2 separate regions of the Pan troglodytes genome follow, and region 2 is linked to region 1. Evidence: chromatin contacts called from public HiChIP or PLAC-seq data. All regions are on one chromosome and are shown on one strand. The core of a region is the stretch at or near the end of the contact, and the rest is flanking DNA. Distances in the headings are between cores, read along the strand shown. Region 1 holds the start of TOP2A (DNA topoisomerase II alpha). Region 2 holds the start of RARA (retinoic acid receptor alpha).

What was found. HiChIP or PLAC-seq counts read pairs in DNA pulled down with a chosen protein or histone mark.
Region 2: an H3K4me3 HiChIP or PLAC-seq map of stem cell-derived excitatory neurons shows a contact between it and region 1, with 4 times the contacts expected there. The contact joins the promoter of RARA here to the promoter of TOP2A in region 1. A contact is called at or near these places in 1 of 7 Hi-C or Micro-C datasets (stem cell-derived neural progenitor cells) and 1 of 1 datasets of contacts at active chromatin or transcription factors (stem cell-derived excitatory neurons).

The regions. Positions count from the first base shown.
Region 1 is chr19:27,684,839-27,692,080 of NHGRI_mPanTro3-v2.0_pri, forward strand. It overlaps TOP2A (DNA topoisomerase II alpha), which reads left to right and starts at 3,071. Exons shown (of 35, transcript XR_010153227.1): 1 at 3,071-3,277; 2 at 4,153-4,308; 3 at 4,536-4,626; 4 at 4,981-5,044.
Region 2 is chr19:27,792,099-27,799,340 of NHGRI_mPanTro3-v2.0_pri, forward strand. RARA (retinoic acid receptor alpha) reads right to left here and starts at 4,710. Exons shown (of 9, transcript XM_016931848.4): 1 at 4,496-4,710.

The DNA of each region.
Region 1 (7,242 bases), core at 1,821-4,320:
GGAGGGACTGGCAGAGAAATAGCTTGTACCCAGAAGAGAAGGAGGGTGGGCCAGAGCAAGACCACCTTGTGCTGGAGAGCTGGAAAAGGATTGTCCCCGACACTTGCATATCTCATTTTGCCCTCTGTGTCTTTGATAAAGGATAATGGCATGGGGAAACCAAGAGACCCAGGAAGAATTCTAACTTAGGTGTGTGTGGCCCCAAAGTCCTTTTGTGTTTTTTGTTGTTGTTGTTGTTTGTTTTTTTGAGATGGGGTCTTGCTCTGTCGCCCAGGCTGGAGTGCAATGGCACGATCTCGGCTCACTGCAACCTCCACCTCCTGGATTCAAGCTATTCTCCCACCTCAGCCTCCCGAGCAGCTGGGATTACAGGCACCAGCCATCAGGCATGGCTAATTTTTTTTTGTATTTTTGTAGAGACGGGGTTTCACCAAGTTGTCCAGGCTGGTCTCAAACCCCTGAACTCAGGTGATCCACCCACCTCAGCCTCCCAAAGTGATGGGATTACAGGCGTGAGCCACCACACCCGGCCCCCAAAGTCCTTTTGACTCCACAGTACTTCTTCTGGGTTTTTGGAACAAAGACACACAGGATCCGGCTAAACTGCAGGACAGATTTCAAGCTGGGCCCCTAAAAAATAGGGCTGGAGCTGCTTGTTAAATTCCTGTTGCCTCATTGCCCAGTGGGTCACTGCAGGCTGGGATGAGCTACAGGGTAGAGGCCGGGAGCTGCAGAAACTGAGCTGCCATCCTTGGGGAAGCATGCCCACCATCCCCACTACCTTGGAGGTAGTGCGTTCTAGGAGGTAGAAGCCAGCATGGCTGGTTTCTGTCAGGGCCCTCGGGTGTCCTGCAGAGAGTGGCATGCAGGCCCTGGATCCCAGGGCCTGGTCAGCCTTCTGGCTGAGCAGAGGCTACTGGCCAAGCTTCCCTACCACTGCTCTGAGCCCCTGGTGGTCCTGTGCTCTCTAACACATGTGGTGAGCAGAGCAGAGCTGGGAACACACAGAGACTGCTGGAGGCCAGGGAGCCAAAGGTCAAGAGAGCAGAACAATGCCGAAGCACCATGCCTATGGTTTCCGAGTGCCCCTAGCCCATGGGCAACTTCCATCCTTGGCTTCCTGCCACATCATACGGCTCCCCATTGGCCCTCCCTTGACACACTGTGGTTATGTAACAATGGTTGACCTCTGGTTTCTTTTAGAAGAAGAAAAAAAAATTACATCCACAATTGTCACACCAGCCTAAGGAAAATTCCTGCTACCTAATACTGTCAGCCCACTATTTACCTTACACTTCTCTCATGTAACCCTCACACTACTCTGAGATCATAGTTAATTATTCTTTTTAGGAGAGGAAACGGAAGCACCGAGAGGCTTCCTCCATCGAAATGACACGAATGGCAAATTGCTGAGTTGGGACTGAAACCCAGGTAGAGGAAGGAAGCAATGAATGGAAAGAGGTGGCTCAGCTGGAATTAGTAGGCACTCAAATTGTGCAGTTTTTTTTTTTTCTGGCTTCTTGTAAGGGTAATAACTTTGTTTAATCCACTCAAACATTTATATCTAAGAGTAATTTTAAAACTTCAGTCTTCGCCGGGCACAGTGACTCACACCTGTAATCCCAGCACTTTGAGAGGCTGAGGCGGGCAGATCACTTGAGGTCAGAAGTTTGAAACCAACCTGGTCAACATGGCAAAACCCTGTCTCTACTAAAAAAATACAAAAATTAGCCAGGCGTGGTGGCAGGCGCCTGTAATTCTAGCTACACGGGAGGCTGAGGCAGGAGAATCGCTTGAACCCGCGAGGTGAAGGTTGCAGTGAGCCTAGATCGCGCCATTGCACTCCAGCCTGGGCGACAGCGTGAGATTCCATCTCAAAAAAAAAAAAAAAAAAAAAAAAAAAAGCAACAAAAAAACAAGCAAACAAAAAAACTTCAGTCTTGGCATTTCCTTGTCAAATTGGAACAGCTGTTCTGGACTGCAGGGTTCACGGAGGTGAGCAAAAGTAGCCAGTCGGAGGGCATCTGGCCAGCTGGCTGCGGAAAAGGTTTCAGCCCCGGATGGCTGAGCCCACCCTCAGCTCAAGAGGCTACCACCACAAGTTATCCCTTTCGATTTACCAGTTGCTGTCCAGCGCTGCTCTACTGGGGACCTGAATGCTGCCCTCCATTTTGCAAAGCCTTTCTACATCCTTCCATTATATGGAACCCCCAAACCACAACTGTGGCACTTTTATTTTAATTATTTTTATTATTTATTTATTTATGTATTTATCTCTTGAGGTGGCCTCGCTCTGTCACTCAGGCTGGAGTGCAGTGGAGCAATCACGGTTCAAGGCGCCTCGATCTCCAATCTCCGGGGCTCAAGCGATCCTCCCTCCTCAGCCTCCGGAGCTGGAGTTACAGGTGTGCGACGCCTCGCCCGGCTATTTTTTTTTTCCTTTTTGGGTAGAGACGGGGTCTCGCTATGTTGCCCAGGCTGGTCTCCAACTCCTAGGCTCCAGCGATCCTCCCGCCTCGGCCTCCCAATGTGCTGCGAATACAGACTCCAGCCACCGCACACAGCCTACTTTTATTTCTTTGAAAAATGAATTCGAGGGTAAAGGGGGCGGGGTTGAGGCAGATGCCAGAATCTGTTGGCTTCAACCAAGCAGCCAGGCTGCCTGTCCAGAAAGCCGGCACTCAGTTTCCTCAGGAAAACGAAGCTAAGGCTCCCATTCCCCTCGCTAACAACGTCAGAACAGAGGACAGTTTTTAGATTTCAGGGATCTTAAATAGATTGGCAGTTCCTGGAGAATAAACATCCTTTGCTTTTCACCTGCACACTTTTGCCTCAGGCAACCCCTTCCCGCTTCCAAAGCCCATCTCTTCCAAGCTTTCCGCACGAGAAAACAAGTGAGCCCTTCTCATTGGCCAGATTCCCTGTCAATCTCTCCGCTATGACGCCGAGTGGTGCCTTTTGAAGCCTCTCTAGTCCCGCCTCCCTAACCTGACTGGTTTATTCAAACAAACCCCGGCCAACTCAGCCGTTCATAGGTGGATATAAAAGGCAAGCTACGATTGGTTCTTCTGGAAGGAGACGATGAGAGCGAGTCAGGGATTGGCTGGTCTGCTTCGGGCGGGCTAAAGGAAGGTTCAAGTGGAGCTCTCCTAACCGACGCGCGTCTGTGGAGAAGCGGCTTGGTCGAGGGTGGTCTCGTGGGGTCCTGCCTGTTTAGTCGCTTTCAGGGTTCTCGAACCCCTTCACGACCGTCACCATGGAAGTGTCACCATTGCAGGTACGGCTCGCGGGAGGGACTGGCGGTGGAGCCTCAGCGCGGCCCGGGCATCTCTCTGGCCGCCCGTGACGGGTGAAGCTCCGGGGCTGCGGTCAGGCCGGCGACCGGCTTGGGAGCCCATATTCTCCATTCCCGGTTCCGGGGTGATCGTGGAGAGGCGGAAGCCCCTTCTGGTGCTAGTAGTGAAGTATGACCCGGCTTCCAGGGTGTCGTGCGTTGTTGCCCTGTTTCTAGGGGCAGGAGTCCGTTGGTCCCGTAGTGGATCCATGTTACAGCGGCCCGGGTGCGACGTTATTGAGTCGCGCGTACAGATGCTTTCCCCTCCTGCCCTCTGCTTGAAAACGGTCTTGAATGTCCCCGATCTTGGAAAGGGCAGAGCCTGGCACAGTGTTTCTCTGCAGCAGCTGGCCAGCTTACAAAAGCGCCCCCTTCCTGAGTTCACAACGCTCAGGTGGCCAAGGGATTGAACGGATAGCCGCCCAAACTGCTGCTGCCGAACTGGAATTATTTACGGTGTCGTGTGCTCGGGACACCGTAAATAATTTATCATAATAGGCACTCGGTAAATAATGTATGCAGGAACTGAAAGAAGTGGGTGTATTTTATTGATGACATCTACCATGTTGCTCAAGAAAAGAGGTTTCCAGACAGACCCACTTGGTGAGATAATATGTGTCTGTTTAACCTGACACCTGGGGACCTGGCCGCAGCGAATTTAAATTGTCCTGTTTGTACAAAACTGTCAACTCCACCACTGCCTACTAACAGATTGCAATGCGTGTTGACATCTCACTATGGTAGGCATTTTGTTCCTAGTTTGGGGTAAACTTATGATTAAAAATTGCCTTCTTTCTCTCTTTTTTTTTAATTGCTAGCCCGTAAATGAAAATATGCAAGTCAACAAAATAAAGAAAAATGAAGATGCTAAGAAAAGACTGTCTGTTGAAAGAATCTATCAAAAGAAAACACAATTGGAACATATTTTGCTCCGCCCAGACACCTACATTGGTTCTGTGGAATTAGTGACCCAGGTAAAATCAAGCTCATCAAAGGCAGTTAACCTAGTAGTTGAAATGGATACTCTTCTTTCTGTACCTTTCATGTACTGAGTGTGACCTTTCTGTGTCTCTCATGTACTGAGTGTCACTGGAACTGGCCTAAATACGGTAATACTTAATATGAACACTTTACGGTAATCATGATAACAGAACAATGAATATAGAGTAAAAATAACAGTATTTCTTTGCCTTATTTCTAGCAAATGTGGGTTTACGATGAAGATGTTGGCATTAACTATAGGGAAGTCACTTTTGTTCCTGGTTTGTACAAAATCTTTGATGAGATTCTAGGTGAGTAAATCCTTTAATATAAAGATCTGGTCAAATCTTTCGTAAGAAGTATCATTCCAAATAAAAATTTAAAAAAGATAAAAGTGAAAACAAAAAGTATCATTTCTACCAAATCTGCTGTAGCCAGGGCTCCTGTCATTTCAATTAGTTGATAAAGGTGAGCTGGTTTCCTGGAGCCCAGGAGGTTGAGCTTTCTCCTAGAAACAGTACTATGGACAAAAATTGCTAAATTAACACCTTGTTAATGCCACTCCTGTGCTGTTTGGGAACTTTTTTTTCTATATCTTACTTAGAGTTACAGAATGTTTTTTAAAACACTAATTTCTTACAAATGTATATTTTATTTTCTTTCAGTTAATGCTGCGGACAACAAACAAAGGGACCCAAAAATGTCTTGTATTAGAGTCACAATTGATCCGTACGTCTTTTGCTTAGTTTTTGTTATGTAGCTCGTTGCTATTGTTAGCTGCATGTATTTTGATTACTGGTGAAGTTGGCTTTTCCTAAACAGAAGTTGACAAAAGTACACAAAAGCAGAATGCTAAAATGAAAAACCCATGGATACCCACCACCTAGATCCAACAGTTGCCAACGTTTTTCCATATTTTCTCCATCTTTTTTTTAATTAGTTAATTTTTTTAGAGGAAGGGGTCTTGCTATTTTGCCTGGGCTGGTCTTAGAACTCCTGGCCTGAAGCAATCCTCCAGTGTTGGCATTATGGGTGTGTGCCATGGCACGTGGCCTATTTGCTCTGGATCATTTCAAAATAAATTACAGGAACTTATGACACCTAATCCCTAAATATTTGAGCAAGCACCTTCAGTAATTGCTTTAAGTATTCTGGCATCTGGAGTTTTAACTTTTTCTCATGATGCTATTCAAACAGTAAACCAGTAGGTGGTGGTAGAGAATAATTTGATCTGACATTTCTGCTTATAAATGCGGGGTGTCCCTTTGTGGGTGATCAGGGTGCTTATTTCACTTTTTTGTTAGTCTGATTGATTATGACAAAGTATACCTGGATTTTCCTAAGGACTCAGTATCATAGTCTTTAAAAAATGTTGAGCTAGGGCCAGGCACGGTGGCTCATGCCTGTGATCCCAGCACTTTGGGAGGCCGATGTGGGCGGATCACAAGGTCAGGAGATCAAGACCATCCTGGCTAACACGGTGAAACCCTGTCTCCACTAAAAATACAAAAAATTAGCCGGGTGTAGTGGTGGGCGCCTGTAGTCCCAGCTACTCCAGAGGCTGAGGCAGGAGAATGGCATGAACCCGGGAGGTGGAGCTTGCAGTGAGCCGAGATTGCACCACTGCACTCCAGCCTAGGTGACACAGCAAGACTCTGTCTCAAAAAAAAAAAAAAGTTGAGCTAATTTTAATTAGTTTTTTTATAGATAATAAGTACTATGTAGAACAAGAACCATAATGTATATCTAGTTATTAACTAAAATATAGTACCATCCAAGAATTAACTTAAAATAACTGAAATAAGTTTTCAGCATTTTATTTGAGAGCAAGGCAGTTTATGATTGATATTGGTTTTCCTTTTTTTTTTTTTTTTTTTTTTTGATGGAGTTTTGCTCTTATTGCCCAGTCTGGAGTGCAGTGGCATGATCTCGGCTCACCGCAACATCCACCTCCTGGGTTCAAGCAATTCTCCTGCCTCAGCCTCCAGAGTAGCTGGGATTACAGGCGCATGCCACCACACCTGACTAATTTTGTATTTTTTTTAGTAGAGATGGGGTTTCTGCATGTTGGTCAGGCTGGTCTCGAACTCCTGACCTTAAGTGATCTGCCTGCCTTAGCCTCCCAAAGTGCTGGGATTGCTGGGATTACAGGCGTGAGCCACTGCGCCCAGCCTGTTTTTATGTACTTTGTTGAGTGGGAACAAGAGATGTATAGATGATCCTCTTGAAAGGGGTATAATAGGCATGATGGCTCACTCCTGTAATCCCAGCACTTTGGGAGGCCAAGGTGGGAGGATCAATTGAGCCCAGGAGTAGTTTGAGACCAGCCTGGGCCATATAGTGAGACCCTCATCTCTACAAAAAATTTAAAAATTAGCCAGGTGTGGTGATGGACACCTGTAGTCCCAGCTATTCAGGAGGCTGAAGTGGGAGGATTGCTTGAGCCCAGGAGGTCAAGACTGCAGTAAGCTGTGATCCTGCCATTACACTGCAGCCTGGGTGACAGAGCGAGATGCTGTCTCAAAAAAAGGAGTGGGAGTGGTGTATAATAATGTTTCCAGATTGTCCTTTTCTTTCCATTGGGCATAAATCATTTCCCTCTGTTTATCCTAACACTTTAAAATTTTGTATTTTTTCAACATTATCAGTGTCTATTCAGGTGTTGGAAAAGGTTTTTTTTTCCTCTTGACTCCTATTTCAGGAATGTCAGGAACTAAGCATGGTGGGAAATGTTCCTGCTGAATTTCAGAAGGTATATATGAAAAGTGCCAAAAAAATTGAGGGCTGGGTATGGTGGCTCACATCTATAACCCCAACACTTTGAGCAGTTCTCCTGCTTCAGCCTCCCAAGTAGCTGGAATCACAGGCATGCGCTACCATGCCTGGCTAATTTTTTTTATTTTTAGTAGAGACGGTTTCAACATGTT
Region 2 (7,242 bases), core at 3,460-5,959, 110 kb after region 1:
CAATTGGTGGTGCACCATGACTTGCTTGGTGCGTTGGGGGTGGGCAGCAGAGGAATAGGAGATGTTGAGTGGCATGAGGCAGGGTAGGGGAGAGGGTGTTGGATTAAGGCCTGTCTGGAACACCTCCTTCCAGGTGGGTCTGAACTAATTTGTAGGAAGAAGGTGGGAGACAGATGCACCATGTGTGGCTACACAGGCAGGGCCTTGAACAACCCCAGGGGGTGCCATTCACATCATAGTCTATGGAATGGTTCCCCCTGCAGCTGTGCAGCATGGTGGCCTGTGGGGAGAGCCTGAGGCAGAAGACAGAAAGCAGACTGAATTCTGAGGGACCACAATTCTCCATTGAGTTTTCTCCCCATACACACCCCAACTTGCCCCAACTTTCCCTGCCTCCAGGCCTTAGAGGGGGCCTCCTTCTGACTAGCGATCAGAAGCCAGTTGTAATCTCCCCACTCCTCAGCCCTGCTCCCTTCTTTTGTTGGGGAGATGGGCAAACAACCACCATGACCCACAGGTCCTGGGCAGGGCAGGAGGAGGGCTCACAAAGGGCTCTGGGGAGTCTGGACGTCCCTTCTGTAAGGTGTCTCCTAGCCCCACAGCTCACCAGCCTGTGAGCCTGCTGGAGCCTGTCCAGCAGCTCCATTCACACCAGTGGCCACAGGCCACCCAAACAAACCCAACTCTGACCTCCTTCTAGCCTGGACACAGACTCTTTCCACATGGAGACTTATAAACAAACCAAGCTGGGATTTTCAGAGACCCTGCACAAAAAAGCAGATGGGAAAATGGACCAGGTGTGCCTGGCTCATGGTCCTCCTTGCTGCAGTAGGGGAGGGGAGCACACTGAGGTGTGGTGAGGAACCATGACAACAGAAAAATGGTGCAAAGGGAGGGCCTGGGTTCAGGTCTCAACACAGCCAATGACTGATTGAGTGTTCTCTCTAGGCCTCAGTTTCCTTCTCTGCAAGGGGAAGGGATTGCCTAGGTAGCCTCTAAAACCCCTTCCAGCTCTGAGTCCAGCTGGATAAAGAAAACCCTGTAGGGTGCCAGGACTCTTCCACCCAGTCCAGCCCGGCCCATCTACCTGGGTCAGGCCCCTCTGGGTAAGGTCCTGCCCCTGCTCCCCATGCCTCCTTGCTGTCTTCTGCCCCTCTGGCCCTTCCTCACTCCTCTGCCTGCCTGCTTACCCTCACCTTGGCCAGCCCCTCTGCCTGCCCCGTGCTTTTCTGCACGTCCCTCCTGCCAGGGGACTGACCAACTAAAAATAGTCCCTGCAGCCTTTCTCGCCCACAGCTGCCCAAAGAGCAGGAAATGAGGGGGGCAGGGAGGCCCATGCCCTGCCTTACCCCCACTAACTCCCAGGTCAGAATCATGTCCAGCACTCCAGCCTGGGGCTAGCGCCAACTTGGCCATCCTGGGGGCATCCCACACCCCTTCCCTAGGGGGAGGCCTGCCCATAAGTGCCTGCAATCACAGAGCTGCCCCTACCCTGCGGGAGGAGGAGAAAGGAGGCAAGCGGTCTAGAGGGAAACCTTCCCAATTTCTGACAAATCAGTGCCAACCACATTGTGGGCACCCAGAGGGCAGGGCCTGGCTCCACTGACTGGTCTTTTGAGGGCAGAAGGAATTGGCTTGGGGAAGTTTGTGACAGTCTCCTTCATCCTGGCCCAACTGGAAGGAAGACAAAATAGTGCCCCAGCCTCAATTATGTTAGTCCCTTGCTCCCCAAAACCAGGGATTTCACTAGCCACCCGCAGATATCATGGGGAAAAAAACTAAAAAATGAGAGCAGGAGATGTAGGCTTCTGTAAAGAGAGAAGCCTGGAGGCAAGAATAGGCCATGCCTGCCAGGCTGGGCATGTGCTGCCCCCAAGCTGAGTCAGAGGCTAGGAGGGAGAAGCTGGGGTGCTACAGTGCCAGAGGCTACTGTGCCCCCACCCCTGTCCCACCTGGGATTCCTGACACCTCCCAGCCCTAGGGGAAGGCCCTCCCCACAAAGGAGGAAGGAAACCAGCTAAGCGACTCTCTGGAGCCCTGCAGGGGAGCCCTGCACCACAGGCAGGCGGGAAACCCAGGAGTCCTGGCGCCCAGCCCAGAGACAGTGAAATACCTTGGAGGGGAGGAAACAGCCCAGATTGAGGCAGACATGTGGCACCCCCAGAAGCTCCCAGATGTGACCCACAAGGAGGTACTGGCCAAAGGGGCTAGATGAGGCAAAGTGAAACATTTCTGAACAAGAAGAGAGAAGAAAGTGGGGCTATGGGAATGGGGTGGCGGGGGTCAGCCTGGCTCATCGCTGTCCTTTCCTCCTTGTCAGAGTCAGAGACACTGACATTAAGGTCATCGAATATCAACCAGGTCCTGAGGACCTTGGTGTGTTTCCTCCTCTCCTAGTCTCCAGACCCCAGCCTGTTCATTCCTGAGCTTCCTCTGGCACCCCTTCCTTGGGGCCAAGCCAAGTAAGAAATCAGCAGACCCAAGGTGGTGCTTGGGAGGCCGGGGCAGTGCCAGGGGCAGTCCTCATACCATCCTCCCACTGGCTTCCCTCCTGCCTGCTCTTAGCCGCCACACATATCTCAGCTGTCGAATCCGATTAGGGCTCCTGCCCAGTGAGCCGGACAAGGAGGCCACTGGGCAGGGGAGAGAGAGACAAGGACGCCAAGCAGGGATGGCAGAAGGAAGGTGGAGACATGGCTCAGGGGAGCAAGTATGGGGCCCCAGAGGAAGAAATGCCTGGTGGAGAGATCTGTACTCTGTGACCACAGGTGCTCTGGTAACAGCTACAACCTGCATTAGGGGAATTCTGCAGTAACCGGGGCAATAACCCTGCCTAGTTCCTCCATCCCCCAGATGGGCAAAGGATGGGGGAAGAAAACTAAAGGCAGAGAGATTGACCTAGATTTAGGAAGAGGATTCCATCCTAGATTCCCCCAGCCATTACTACCGTTTGCAGTGAGCTTTACGATACATTGTCTGTGTGGTTTTAGTGGCAATGTCCCTGCTTGCTACTGATAGCCATTTTTACAAATGGAGAAACTGAGGCTTAGCGAAGGGGAAGACCTATATAAACACATATAGTTAAGTAACCAGTCTAAGTCTCCAGTTCAGGCCTCTGATTCCTAGTCCACTGCTCACAGTCAGAATCTCTACTTTCCTTGTTGGATCAAGACCAGAACGAAGTCTGAAGCCAATTCATTATCCACCCTGTCCTCTAAAACCAACCTTTAGGGGACCCGGGGAGCCATGGAAGAATGCAGAGCACACCCCACACCTAGACAGAGCTACCAGATGGGGACATGCCACCCATTCCTATCATACATTGATTGCTAGAGGAGTTCCCTCAGTGTGACCAGTCTCTTCTATCACCCCCCTCCCCAGTCTACTACCCCCAGAAGCAAGACACACACTCACACATGGTAACTCAGACAAGGTGTACACCCTTCCTGTAAACCCACCAAACCAGAATGACATGCCCTAGATCTTCAGAGAGCAGGGCCTGTCTGCCCACCACAGGAGAGAAAAATAAGCCACTGTAAACAGTAGGTGCCATCTAGCCCTCTCCCAGAGAGCCTGTAGCGGGGCAGAAGCTTGGGGACCTTGTAGCTCTAGAGAAACACCAGGAACCTGAGATTCTGAAAGCCAAGGAGCTCAGGGAGCTGGCAAGGCTGGGTGACCTCCTCAATCTGGTCCACACCCCCTTCCCTAGCCATCTGGACTGAGCCTGTTCTGGCCTGGGCCACACTCTGGTATCCCTCCCCTTCAATGCATGCAGCCACCTCTATCCAAAGCTTCTAGATCTTACAACCACATTGTCCCTACACACACACACACACACACACACGGGTGGGGTCGGGGGGCTTCTGCAGCAGGTGTTGAGATGTTGACATGGATGGGGGCTCTAAGCTGAAAGAACTTTCCTAGAGGAAAAGCTCACCAAAATGCTCACAACCTCCACTACCCTCTAGCAAAGCCTTTAGCCACCCAAGTGTGAGATGAACCTGGAAGGGGACATTAGTTCCCCTACGAGGTGTGTAGGGAGTAGGGGCAAAGTCCTGAGCTCTTTGGGTGAGGAAGCAAGAAAGAAATCCCTTGGGAAAGCTCAGGTCCCTCTCTGGCTCTCTCCTCTCTCTGTTACCTCAGCACTTGCCAATTCTCCAGTCTAGGTGAGGTGGGGGAAGGGGTATTAGGCAATACCGCAAAGGAGGGTGCAAGGGCGTGGGGCCTGGGCAGACCTTCCCCCTACTCCCCACTCTTATCTAGAGAACGGGAACTGCCTCAGGAGAAATGCAGGAAGGGTGCTGGAGGGTGCAGAGGGCTCTGAGCTTTCAGACACCCCACTGTTCCCAGGCTCCCACCTCCCAGGACTACAGTGAGCGACGGGAGAGGAGGGATGGGGAAAGCCAGAACTGGCGAGAAGGAAATGGCTAGATCAGAAGCAGAGGCCGGGGTCAAAGGCGGCCAAAGAATTGGGAAGGGGTGTGCATGGTCCTACCTGCTCAGGTGTGTGCTGGCAGGGGGGCGATGGGGTTCCCAGGAGAACCGGGGAACCCCTCTCAGCTCGATTCAGGATTCCCCCCTGCTTCTGGGTTAGGCTGCTGCAAGAGGCACGGGTTCCCGTTGGGTCCTAAAGCCCACTCGCCAACTAGAAGGCTCTCCCCGCCCTCTTCCACCAGCCAGCCCCGACTGGGTCAGCGGGCGCAGAGCGAAGGACTGATGGGGGAGAAATAACCCACTGGAAGAAAGATGGGCGTCTGGTCATCGGCTGGGGACAGGAACAGTTCCCTGTCTCAAATACACAGCATATGGATAACTCGAGGATAGGATGACCTGAAACAGGAGAAAATAGACATTTCTTCCTGCCTGCCCTGAGCAGATGGATTTAGGTTTTGGTGCTGGAGGTGGGGTTAAGATCTCTTTCCCTGCCACTCCTGCTAAGACATTCAGCTAGAGATTTTGGAAAGGGAGCATTTATTTTGGTTGGGCGCTCACTTCTGTCCTCTTCCTCATGGACTGCAGGAGTCCCTTCATCCCTCCCAATTATTCCCAAGGGCCTAGGAGGCCATAGAATGTGAAAAAAGATTTTCAGCATGTAAAAAGTGCAGGCTCACTTAGATGGCAGCTGGAAACAGGGGAAACATGTAGGACCAATGTATGTGTATCTGGGAATGTGTGGGGTCTGCAAATATACATATATAGGCAAGAGTATAAACAGGTGGGGTTAGGGAAGGAGAAAAAAACAAAAAAGAACTTTGGGTTACATCTATTACTGGAAATGGTAATTGTCAGTGGAAGAACAGGACGTAGAACCTAGAGGTCAACTAGTGCCCCTACCCAGCCCTCAGTAATGTCCCGAATCTTTATGACCAGAATAAACAAGTTAAAGAGAGAATATTTTCCTAGATACCATTTAGGATAAATATAGGGGCAGAGGGACCTCAATACAGCAGATCAACTTCAAGGTCACTGATTCAGTTTAGTATAGCCAGTCTTCTCAGTAGCTCAAAAGGGAGAATTCAGATTTGGTGGGCTAGATGGGCAAGAGAAAGCTGGATAAGAATTCTGAAGTTGTGGATTGAGAACATTTTGCAAGGAGAGTTGCACATATCTCTAGCAGCAGAGCAGGGAAAACGTCATGAGGGGAAGGGCCAGAGGAAGTCAGCGACAGACTTGAGGGGAGAGGGCATGGCCTCTCCCTAGAAGGGGAGAAGACACCAGCAATGCCTCCACCTCTGTCTTGCAGGAAGAACTGAGTAAAGGAGCTGGACTAAGGATGGAAGGCCCCAGGGTGGAGTCCATGGGGTGAGTTTAGGTCAAACCTTTCACCCTAATGTGCCTCAGTTCTCTCCCAGCTGTTAAACAGGGCTCTTCGTTCTTCCCAGGCAGTTAATGAGTGTTTACAAAAGGGTCTGGAGATCCTCAGATCTCAGCTGGGCCACCACTACAGTTATAAAGTTCAATAAGAGCTGAGTGTTATTTGGGGAGGAGAGGAGTAGGGGAAGAAGGAAACAGATACTCTCTTATAAACTAAGGATAAAACTAAGCTCAGAGAGAAGCACAAGCCTAGCTGTCACAGGATATCCTTGTGCCCATGGATGGAGGTCACCCCACCCCCCCATCACCACCACCAAAGGCTGGCCTCCAGCTAGCTGTAGGCAGAACCCAGACTAGCAGCTGGTCTTCATTAACTCCAGCTTTTTCACCCCCCACTGTGAACCCACAGCTTCTACAGGCCTAGGCTAGAGGGGGCTGCCCTAGCCCGACCTTGCAGCTGACACTGGGGTGGGGGGCACCGCACCAAAGGCCAAGTTACCAGCTGAAAAGAAAGTTGAAGCAAGAGTCCTTTTTCCCATTGGGAGCAAGAAGAAAGCAGTGTGGGGGTGAGAGGGTGGAGGTGGGGGAATTTAGGGCAAACAGCAGGCAGTGAAGTCAGCTGGATTGAGGCCCAGAAACCCCCACACCCTGGGGCCAAGTCTTACTCTAGCTTTGCTTTCAGCTTAAGTCTTGGCGAGGCCCCAAACTAGGGAAGGCCCTGGTTGCCCCTTTCCGCCTCCCTACCCCCACCCTTATTAAATACACATTTTATCTCTCAGCATCTTCATTATCTTAACTGAAGGAGACAAGCAGTGGATGGCGGCAGCAGAGAGCGTCAGGAGCGGGGGGCGGTGCGGGGAGCAGGCGCACCCTTGTTATAAAGTGCTGATCTAGCTCTTTCAGGCAGTGTGGGAAACAGAGGAGGGATCAAAGGGAGTGAGGCTGATTCAGAACTCAATTAGAGCTTTTTAAAAAACGAAGCTGGCTCTCTCCTTTCACCAGTCTTCAGCCTTTACCCAAGCCCCTTGCACCCAATTAACTTCCACTGCCAGTGCCTTGGGGCTGGGGTTGAAAATCAAGGGGAGGCCAGAGGGCACACCTTCTCCCCTTACGGAACACACCTCTTCTAAGAGGAAGACCTGCACTGTTTGTAGCTTAAGAGAAAGTATCTTAGAAGGTACCTTATCTTTTCAGGAAGAACCTGAGATCACAACTTGCCCCAAGTTAAAAAGAGGGACATCAAAGGTGGGCTCCTCCCTAAACCCTTACCTACAGACCCAGCTTCTGGCCAATCTAGCCACACTGAGTAACATCCAGACAGGCAGCCCTCTTCACAGCCTGTAGATAAGACTCTTCCCCTCATAGCCAAAGCGTCCCACCAGCAACATGGAAGTTGCCTCAAGCAAAATGCCACTACATCAGAGGGAG